Linked DNA regions of Mus musculus: region 1 is linked to region 2. Evidence: chromatin contacts called from public promoter capture Hi-C data. All regions are on one chromosome and are shown on one strand. The core of a region is the stretch at or near the end of the contact, and the rest is flanking DNA. Distances in the headings are between cores, read along the strand shown.

What was found. Promoter capture Hi-C pulls out the DNA fragments that hold promoters and counts their contacts.
Region 1: a contact with region 2 is called in a promoter capture Hi-C map of pre-B cells, with 7 times the contacts expected there. The contact joins the promoter of Psen1 here to the promoter of Susd6 in region 2. A contact is called at or near these places in 3 of 39 promoter capture datasets (the C10 cell line, liver and pre-B cells).

What each region holds. Positions count from the first base shown.
Region 1 is chr12:83,685,524-83,691,045 of GRCm38.p6, reverse strand. It overlaps Psen1 (presenilin 1), which reads right to left and starts at 2,894. Exons shown (of 12, transcript NM_001362271.1): 1 at 2,753-2,894.
Region 2 is chr12:80,788,139-80,793,922 of GRCm38.p6, reverse strand. Susd6 (sushi domain containing 6) reads right to left here and starts at 3,391. Exons shown (of 6, transcript NM_178682.4): 1 at 3,108-3,391.

The sequences.
Region 1 (5,522 bases), core at 1,645-4,144, 2.9 Mb before region 2:
ATAGTTCCTGCGCCTACAGTCCTAACACTGGGAGGTGGAGACAAGAGGCTCCCAGGAGACTGACAGACAGCCCACCTAGCTGAAACAGCTTCGGCTCAATAAAGAGACTGTGCCTTATAAAATAAAATTGGTGCTCATGGTGCAGCCCGCGTCTGACAAGCAGAATTTAATCCCCAGCGCCCACATATCGTAGACAAGAAGGATTCCATAAAGTGATCATGTGTGTTATAACATCTGTGTGCCATGGCGCACGTGCTCCCACACACACAATTAAGTTTTTAAAAATTAAGCTGGGTGTGGTGGCAGATCTCTGTGAACTTCAGGCCAGCCTGGTCTACATAGTGAGTTCCAGGAAAGCCAGGGCTACACAGAGAGTCCCTGTCTCACAAAACCAAGCAAAACAACAACAAAAATTAAATAAAAAGGCCCAGGGGGCGGGGGTGGGGGTGGGGGTGGGGGGAGACTTCTCGAGATGGCTCAGACAGTAAAGGTACTTGTCCCACATACCCGGAGACCTATGCTCAGTACCCAGTACTAATATAAAGGTGGGAAGAGAGAGCTAACTTCAGACTTCCGAATATTACTATGGAAGCCCCCCCAACCCTGCACACAAAAATAACATTTTTGTTTTTTAAGTAAGGCAATAAACAGTGGAGAAACGCTCCCCCTGTCCTCCTCTGGCCTCTGAATTTGTGAGCATATAGGCAAAGACTTCAGCTTTGCATATAAAGTAGAGGTGCACACACATACATATCACACCCACAGAATAAGACTCAACATGGTCTCTATCTGTACTGTCAAACAGACTACAGGCCATCCTAGGTTAGATCAGGTGGATGAATTCGCTCTACTCTCGAGTCATTCACCATCTCTGTTATCCAGGCTGGCCGTGATTTTCCAGCTCAGCCTTCCAAGTAGCTGGGACTCCTAAAGCACCGCCTATACCTGGAAATTATAAAGACTCAACCCAAAGTTATTTTAATAATTCTGTAATGAAGTTATTTTTATTGTGAGTCAATGTCTCTACCTTCTGTGGAAATGGATGGAATACAAGTATTTTTAAATTAAAAACGAATATTTACATCTAATTAACTTGCATAAATTCTTTCTGCTTTCACTCAAACAAGGAACTGGAAAAGACATCTGAAAACCAAATAGGGATTCTTGGAGCAGCAAATAGGAATCAGGTTTCTTTTAGACAAGGAAACACTGTGCCAGGTGCTGGGGATACTGTAGTCAGGGGTTGCTTCTGGTCACTGAAGAGCCTCCTAACTATCTAGAGAGGACAAGTTAATTTGACACGGATTTCCTGTTAAAAATGAAACTGTTAGCTACACTGGATTAACAAATCATTAAGACTAATTTCAACTGCTTCTTGTTACCTTTAAAAATGTGTCTGTGGGGCTGGAGAGATGGCTCAGCTGTTAAGAGCACTGACTGCTCTTCTGAAGGTCCTGAATTCAAATTCCAGCAACCACATTGTGGCTCACAAACATCCGTAATGAAATCTGATGCCCTATTCTGGGGTGTCTGAAGACAGCTACAATGTACTCACATATAATAAATAAATAAACCTCTAAAAAATTTTTTAAAAAAGTGTCTGTGGGAACATTTAAAACTAGTATTTGTGGTTCACGCTCATCTTTCAAGGGTACAATGGTACAGAGATCCTTCTAAAACAACACCAGGCCTTTCATTCCTATCGCTGACAATGCTCCCTGAAGCTTCCGTGTTTCTCAGCTTCTGTGACACTGCACTATTGTGGTTTCTGCATTCGTCCTCCTCAGCAGCCTCGTTGTCCTCCTTCTACCTGGCTCTTTGTTGTGTTCCCTAAGTGTCCACCCAGTTCTCTGCTCCAACATCAAACAGCAAATCTACTTAAGTGACCCATGTTTACAGTTTACAGCTCTGACCTCAGGCCATCTTCACCCGCTGTCACTTCAAAAGTACTATTTCCAAACCACTGCCTAACTTCCTTATTTCTCTCTCATTCTCCAAACTTGAACCCAGTCAATCTTATGCGTTAGTTGAACAGATCGCCTGTCCTGCTCACGTTTCTTCTACGTTTCTGTTACTGGAACTCTCATTTCTCCTAGTTATGTAAAAAGTTACCTCAATTGTCTCATGCACTCCGTCCTCCACTACCAGGCGGATGTGCCTGAGCCTCTGTTCGCGGCAGTGCCACATTTGAAAACGTGAAAGGGAAGAACTAGCAAACACTAAAGGCGCCTACAAGCGTCAGACACATGCATCGTGACAGTTCTGAAGAAAGAACAAGCGCCATACGACTCTTCGCCTGCCAACAGACACACTGAGAAGTTAGCCCCGAGTGCCACTCACTCACTTCTGGACTATGACACACTCGGGGCACCAGACGCAGAGTTTCACCAGTTGCTCAAGGCGACCCAGCCTAGGGCGCTTCCTCTATCTCTAGCTCCACTCTGATCGAGAGGCCACCCCTGATGCCAGCCATCTGCTCCCGGCCGCCCGGGGAAGCCAGCACTTCCGGGGTACCAAAGCTCGGAGAAGGCTGCTCTCAGTCTGGCCCCGGCTGGGTTCCGAGAAACCGGCTTCACCCCGTTTCCCACGCGGGGTTCCTCGATCTCCGCCCGCCTGGACCCCGCCCCTCATCCCTAGAGACGCCCGCAGCGCGGCCCTCGGAGACACAGGCCCGCCCGGACCCCCGGCAGGCAGGCGACGGTGAACACGACCGGCAGAGACACCCTCCGCCCCGCACACCCTGGGCACGCACCTTCTCTCTCCGCGCCCGGGCGGCCGGCTCGCAGCCTAGGTTTCCGCCTCAGCTGCCGCTGTTTTGTTTCCGACGAATACTCGCGGCCCACGGAGCAGGTCGTCCTAGGCCCCGCCCTAGAGGTCTCACCGGTGTCGCAACTTCCGGCCTCGGCGACGTTGGCCCCTAGACCCGGGAGGGGACGGAGCTTCCGGTGGCGCGCGCAGGCCACGAGGGCTGGGGGCTGGAGCTGGCCTAATCCACTCGCATAGATGTAAGGATGTGCGCGACCTGAGGCCTCTCTAGGGTTTGAGGCGCGTCTAGCGTTCTTCCAGTCTACAAGTGACATTTTCCCTTGTTTTTGGTTGAGACTGCGATTCGAGCGTTCCCTGCCGGTATCAAACATACCTTGTAGGAAAGGATGGGCTTGAACCTATTTATTTGGTTTCCATGTGTGGGGACACCGTGCCTTGTTTTGTAGTGACATTTTAAATCCAACACTTCCCATTTCTCCACAGTATTTATTTGAACAGTTCCTCAAAACGGATAAAATTTACTGTTTGTACTCTCAATAAACCAAAGCGATTGGTGGGTAAACAGAACCTGAGAAATATCCTATTAGTCTAGGTTCCGAGTCTGAAAGTCTTCCCAGATGGCAAGCTTCTAGAAAGCAAAGAATGTTTCCTATCTTGATTTTTACATCCCTCAGATTTTCCTTAATCGGAGAGACAATTATCAACAGCACACCACACATTTCACTTGGGCAAAAAACAACAGAGAAATTATTCATAATCCCAAATAACCAGAAAACGGCTAATGTGCTTAAGGAGCACACACGAGGAACTAGATTCTACTCCCAACAGAGACAAATACATCGGGATGGTGTTGTATCTGAAATCATAACACTCAGGAGGAGATGGGGCAGGACAGTGAGTTGAAATCGGACTGGGATTCCTAGCAAATTACAGGTCAAACTAAGATACACTGGGTCAAACTTCCTTTTTTCTACTTCCCAGAAGGCCTCGTTCTAAATAGTAGAGCATCCATCTCCATTTTCTCCCAACATTCTCAACCCTGCTTCAATAAACTCAGACTTCACTATTTTCATGCTTAAGATCTTGATACTTTAGTCTTTTCCGCCAGCGGAATGGCAACTGGGAGGAGACATAGCATAACCTTGGGTAGTTTTCCCTCAATCATTTACTTATACCCTCAATCATTTACTTATATGGGAAGAAGGCAGAAAATTGTAGACAGTACAGAACAAGCTCAATACACTTGCTAAACAAGCATAGACTAAAAGCCATTTGCAAACTACATTAATTGCGATCTTTTGGTAGAATGGCAAATGCTGTAAACTATACAGAGAAGCAATTTCGACAAACATTTTTGTGCAAAGATGTTCGTGGAGTACTGGTATATATATAAAAAAATCTCACTGTCCTACAACAAATCTTAGTTCACCTAGGTTATAAAACTCATGAATGGGGCTGGTGAGATGGCTCAGTGGTTAAGACCACTGACTACTCTTCCAAAAGTCCTGAGTTCAAATCCCAGCAACCACATGACGGCTCACAACCATGAGATCTGACGCCCTCTTCTGGTGCGTCTGAAGACAACTACAGTGTACTTACATATAATAAATAAATAAATCTTAAAAAAAATACTCATGAATGAAAGCTATGAGCAAGAGAACTGTCTAATGGACAAAAATGGCAGTTGTATTTACACTCAGTGTTCCAATAGATTCTTGTAAAAGTAAACCCTCAAAGGGGAGGGGGGACAGGAACTGAGTAGACTACAGATACTTCTGTTTTCTATATTCCTTTTTAGGGATATAAACACAAATATTACATAAATGACATGGGAAGACTGACACCAGGGAAGGGCAAAGGTGATTAAACATTAACCACCAATGAATATCAAATAGACAGACAATGTTTATAGAGTGCCAAGAGAAGCTAATGTATCCCACTCGGGCACCCACGGAAATATCAAGGCACACAACACTTCTAACTATGTGAATAAGATCTGAGACATTTGAAAGGCACATACTAAATAATTTTCTATTTTTTCAATGTAATATAGCATTGAGGGTCTAGAAACACTAAAACCTAAGAATGACCAAACAGTGCCAAAGAATAGTGAGAATTTCTGCAGTGTAGCATTTATTTTCCCCATTATTCAAAACCTGGCAATAGGAAGATGAGAAAACCCAGTAGCAACTAATGAGTGAAGCAGGAAATGACTTGGCCTGATTGACTAGGTCACTTAGGAGAGGAGCCTGCAAGGCAAGACTAGGAATGCAGTCACTAGAAGCCAGGACCTAGTCAATCAGGCCAGGTTTTCCTAACAATGACTCCAAGGTAAGTAATATTTGCATATGACCAGAATTCACTTTTGCTCACAGAAACTTAATGATTTCCTACAGAAATATCTTTCAATGAAAAATTTGCCTTTATTTAGAATATCGCCTAGAAATCAAAATATGTTTCCTCAGTTTCTATAATTGGGTACAACTACCAACAATGTAAAGCTGCCAGGAAAAAATAAAAAACTGTTGAACTATTCATTTTTCCTTTTGTTATCAAAAAGGAACTGAGTGGGCTAGAGAGATTGCCTAGCAGTTTAGAGGTCTGACTGCTCTTTCAGAGGTCATGAGTTTAATCCCCAGCAAGCACATGGTGGCTCAAAACCATCTGTAATGGGGTCTGATGCCCTAGTCTGGTGTGTATTCATATACATAATAATAATAAAAAAGGGAATCTGAGTATTGTCTGACTTGTTTCTT
Region 2 (5,784 bases), core at 2,142-4,641:
TGGTTTTTACACAAGGTCTCACTTTTTAGTACTGGCTGTCCTAGAACTCACTATGTTCAAACTGGCCTTGAACTCTGCCTCTGCCTCCCAATGCTGGAATAAAGGCATCTGCCACCATGCCCAGTCTCAACAAATATTTTAAGATTTTAATGATTATGCACAGGTGTCTGTGTGCATTCAGCCCAGAAAAGGGCATCAAGTACCCTAAAACTGTGAAGTTATGAATGGCTGTGAACTGGCTGGGTGCTAAAAAACAAATTCCAGTCCTCGGAATTTGGACATTGAACAGCAAGCACTCAATCACTAAGCCATCTCCACAGCTCCCTAACTGAAATTTTAAGATACTTTATTGTTTCTCTAAGCCTACAGAGGATACCAGTAGTGAGCAGGTGTCAAGAGAGCTAAAAATACAGAAAAAAAGCACAGGAGAAATATGAGAGTAAAGGATGTTTTGGTGGTCAAGGGTGTCTTTTGGTTGTTGGGGGTTTTTTGGTTTCTTTGTTTTTGGTTTTTTTGTCATCTGATTTTGGCACAGGGTTTCACTGTATGTGTACCCAGGCTGGCTGGAAGTCATGACCCTACCTCAGGTCTCCCCAATACTGATTACAGACATGCACAACCAAAAGCAAGTTTTAATGTGAGAAATGGACAAACATAATGTGTGTAAAATAATGCTTACTAGTAATAATAAACTTGTAAAAAGTCTTACTTTTAGAAGCCAAGTGAATTAGTACCTTTGGAGGGCACGTGTTCTCGTGTGTGTGTGTGTGTGTGTGTGTGTGTGTGTGTGTGTGTGTGTAGGAAGCAGTGAAGCAGGAACCGAGGCCCCAGACACAGTAGAGGAGGAAATCCCCTGTCAGAAGATGCATCATTACATAAGTGCTCCAGTTCAATCGCCACACCATGGAGACCGGGCAGGAAACCACAGAGTGCTGAGGTCTTGCCACCTACCAGGCTGCAGGACCTTTTTACCTGGCTTTCTCTTTTCAGTGAGCTTGAATGCTGGCTCTGGAGAAGCTGGACTCAACAAGTCAAACTGACACCTGGTGGGCTTGCTCTCAGGACTGCATACCCTGAGCCTTTTCTATAGCAGAAGGTGAGGATTTTTTTCCTCTCTCATTCCTACTACAATATCCAGAGTCCCTCTGTAGACAGGAATCCCATCTACAGGGTCAGTCTCGAACTGATAACTGTTCTTCCTTTTAAACTTAATGGGTACAAAGTTCCTTAAGCAGCAAACAGTGAGCCAGGCATGGTGGCTCACACCTTTAATCTCAGCACTCGGGAGGCAGAGGTAGGCGGATTTCTGAGTTTGAGGCCAGCCTGGTCTACAAAGTGAGTTCCAGGACAGCCAGGGCTATACAGAGAAACCCTGTTTCGAAAAAACAAAAAACAAACAAAAAGCAGCAAACAGTAATGAAAACTAACACCATAAATCAAAATAAACTAAATTAAAAGTTGAGCACCATGAAAATCTGTCTGGTTTCAGTTTTAATCATCCCAGTATCTATAAAACCAGGTAACGACTGGCATATGCTGTGTATGATATGAAATTTAAAAAAAAAAGTGAACTAGTATTGTGCAACCTACCATTACTGGGCTTCCAGGAGCAAGTTAGGGATGCTTATCATCAGAGAAAGAGCCTCAAACAGTGGTGTTTTGAGAAGAATCTAGACACTCCAGAACTTACATTTGTGGCTTACATTATTTAACATGTGTAACTTTCATCTCAACTGAAAAAATAAGGATAATATCGGCCCTACCTCAAATATTATTACATGAGATCAAAAGTGAAACTTGGGCCAGTGTGATAGCTCAGAGTGGAGAAGCACCAGACGTGATCACCAGAGTTCAATTGCTGGGAGGTAGAAAACTGGCTCCTGCAGTTTGTTCTTTGACCTCCACACCAGCACAAGTTCACACACTCAAACTCACACACGCTAAATGAATTTAGCTTGGGACACAATAAACCCTCAACAAGTTTTCCACAGTATCACCACCTTATGAAGTGATTCCTTTATTGAAATACAGGAATCCACTCCCACCCCCAACTCAAGACAGTTCTCATTTCTACTTGAATGTGCATCTAATGAAAAATGCAAAGCTCAGAAAACTAAGAAGTCAAAGCCAAGGGCATGTCTCTACTAGTCTCCACTAGATGGTGACAGCCTGGGTGTAGAATTCCCAGAGCACAAAAGTGTGTGTGTGTGTGTGTGTGTGTGTGTGTGTGTGTGTGTATGTGTGATTTTATTATTATTATTATTAACCAAAGGGATTCTAACACCAAAAACCGATTGACCAGTGAAAAGTGGAAAGTCACTGCGGATCTTGCAGATCTAGAAAGGACTAAATACCCATGGCTTAACTGAAAAGGATAATGTCCCCGCACCTCTCTTCGAACCCCAACCAACAAGAGCAACAAAGGGCAGCACACTACCTTGTCACCAAAGAAGTGTGTGGCAACAACATTGGGCCTCTGCTGAACTAATGTAAAGTTCCCAATGAACTTAATGCCTCTTTGGGATCCCCGGCCTTGCTGCCCTCCCAATTCCGTTACAGGTAAGTTTTTCCACCATGGTGGCTGTCCCGGGAGGGACCATCAGTCTCACAAGTAAGAAAGTCTATATGTAGTTACAGTAAAACCGAAACAAAACAGGAAATGGGTTCGGCAAGTTTCAGCCCACATAATAAGAAAAGTTTTTGCGACTGAAGAGGCGACCAGGCGCTGGGGCTCCAGAACGCTCCCGCGCACAGGCGAGCGGCTGCAAGGTTTCCTCAGGAAACCCACCTCGGCCAAGCCGGTCCCGCCGTGCGGAACCGCGGCTTCGCTGGACTGGAGGGCCTCCGCCTTGCAGCGCGCTCCACCGAGCCCGATCTGCTCTCCGCTCTCGGGCACCGGCACAACCACGCCGCCGCCCTCGGAGCGGCCCGACCCGGCTACTCCCGCGCGGCTCGCAGTGCTGACACCGGCCGGCGCGGTAGCAGGCGGCCGCGCAGAAGGCCCGCGTCCCTGAGGAAGTGCTTGCCCGCCAGTGCCCTGACAACCGGCCCCGCGCGCCGCTGACACAAAGCCGGCCCCTCCAGCCCGGGCGGCGGTGACAACTCACCCGGGAGCGGCGCCGAGACCTCCGGGAAAGGGGGCGCTAGCAGCTCCCGCGTCGCCGAACCCGCTCCGCCGCTGAGCGCGCCCGCCTGCCTGCACTCCCTGTCGGGTCCCCCGCGACGCCTCGCGTGCCCTGGTCTGGCTCACGCGGCCGGGCGCTGACGAAGGAGGAGGACGAGGACGAGGACGCGAGCGGTGGCCGGCTCCTGAGGATGGAACGCGGCGGCGGTGGCGACGGCTGCGCCAGCGTCACTGGCCCAGCTGTACGACGCGGGCGGGGGAGGCCCCGCAGAGGGGGCAGGGCAGGGACGAGGCCTGGGCGGGGTCAGGCACGCACGCAACAAGCGCAGGCGTCGCGCCGCTGCGACCGCCCCGAGGAGTCACGCGCACGCGCCTCTGACCTTGTCTGACACGCCCCTGGCGGCGGGGGGAGGGAACCTTAAAGAGACAGTCACTCGAACTGCTCTGGCTGTAATACTCTAGTTAAGCCACCTTCCTAGAGGGCCCTCCGGTTCTTTTACTGTTATTGTTTGGTTATTATTTGGATGTTTTAATTACTGTCATTTGCAAGGAAGTATACTGTTGTTTAAGAGCCTCTTCTACACACGTCGCCCATTTAGGTCTTGAATCGCTTGCCTGACCTATCTTCAAAGCAGGTTATTATCTCCCTATTAAGCTGTACTCTAGGTTAGGGTGTGTAACTTAACTATCTCAAAAGTGTCCCGAGGGGGTTAGGTGGGGGTGGAAATGTAGATCAGGCCATTCTGATTCTATAACGCTGGGGTGGGCTTCAGGAATCTTTTTAATGGGTGTCCCTGAGTGCTATTTCTGCGCACTCAAAAACACCTGGCAGATCTTAAATGGAGGAAACTGACATTCCAGCGAGGCCTGGGGAACCTAGAGCTGCAGGCTTGGCCCCTAGCTTTTTGCTCTGCTTCTGAGCCTCCTTGAATTGCTTTCAAGCGCGTCTTAGGTGAGCAAATTGAGCACTGGTCAGCTGCATCCATTTAACAGTGACTCTCACTACAGAGGGGTGGCCATATGACAGTAGGAACTATCTCTTTGTGCCTAGGTACTTGGTACTAGGTACTTGGCCTGTCTTAGAGGTGCTCAATAAATGTTGAAGCACTCCTTGAAAATCAGTGACTCATAAATTAAGAAGGCCTGTTAGCCTTTTCTTTTTTTTTTCTTTCTTTCTTTTTATTTCTATTTATTTATTTATTTATTTATTTATTTATTTATTTCGAGACAGGGTTTCTCTGTGTAGCCTTGGTTGTCCTGGAACTCACTCTGTAGACCAGGCTGACCTCGAACTCAGAGATCCGACTGCCTCTGCCTCCCAAGTGCTGGGATTAAAGGTGTGCCCCACCATGCCCAGCCTTTTCTTTTATCTGTGCAAGTGCCCTACCTAGGATCTACTGGAGTTTTTTGTTTCTTCTTCTTCTTCTTTTTCTTCTTCTTCTTCTTCTTCTTCTTCTTCTTCTTCTTCTTCTTCGTTCTCCTCCTCCTCCTCTTCTTCTTCTTCCTCTTCCTCTTCTTTCTTCTTCTTCTTCTCAGTTCTCCTCCTCCTCCTCTTCTTCTTCCTCTTCCTCCTCTTCTTTCTTCTTCTTCTTCTTCTTCTTCTTCTTCTTCTTCTCAGTTCTCCTCCTCCTCCTCCTCTTCTTCTTCTTCCTCTTCCTCCTCTTCTTTCTTCTTCTTCTTCTTCTTCTTCTTCTTCTCAGTTCTCCTCCTCCTCCTCCTCTTCTTCTTCTTCCTCTTCCTCCTCTTCTTTCTTCTTCTTCTTCTTTTTCTTCTTCTTCTTCTTCTTCTTCTTCTTCTTCTTCTCAGTTCTCCTCTTCCTCCTCCTCCTCCTCTTCTTCCTCTTCCTCCTCTTCTTTCTTCTTCTTCTTCTTCTTCTTCTTCTTCTTCTTCTTCTTCTTCTTCTTCTTCTTCTCAGTTCCCCTCTTCCTCCTCCTCCTCCTCCTCCTCCTCTTCTTCTTTTTCTTCTTCTTCTTCTTCTTCCTTTTCTGCCAGATACCCTTTGAACAAAGTTACACCTCAGGGCCTTTCACCTAGAAAGCTTCCAATAAAGGTGCTGTGAATTACTGCCACAACAACACACCCATCCCTTAGAGCAGTGGTTCTCTCAGCCTTAATGCTGTGATCCCCTTAATACAGTTCCTCATGTTATGACAAAACTCCCAACCATAAAACTATTTTTTGTTGCTACTTCATAACTATAATTGTGGTAGTATTATGAATCGTAATGTAAACATCTGTATTTTTTGATGTCTTAGGTGCCCCCTGTGAAAGAAAGGGTCCGGTTCAACCCCTTTCAGGGTCCCAAATCACAGGCAGAGGACCACTTTAGAAAGCTCCCCCCTCTCCCTGTGGGCCTAGGAGAAACCCCTGATGTATTCCCTTCTTTTTCCTTTCTTCCTCTGAAAAATAGACACCTGGCATCCTGCCTACTTACCCAGTCTGAGGGAGCTGCACCTGCCCAGACCATTAAGGGGGTTGAAAAACATCAGCCTGGCAGGATCTGGACAGCCTGTAATTCCGGCATTAGGGAAAGAGGTTGAGGCAGGAGGATTCCAAATACAAGGCTAGCTTCAGCTACAAAGCAAGATCCTGTCTCAGCAAAAGAAAAGATGAGAAATACTGCAGGACCGTAGCATAGCTTACTAAAACTTGTGGTCCTG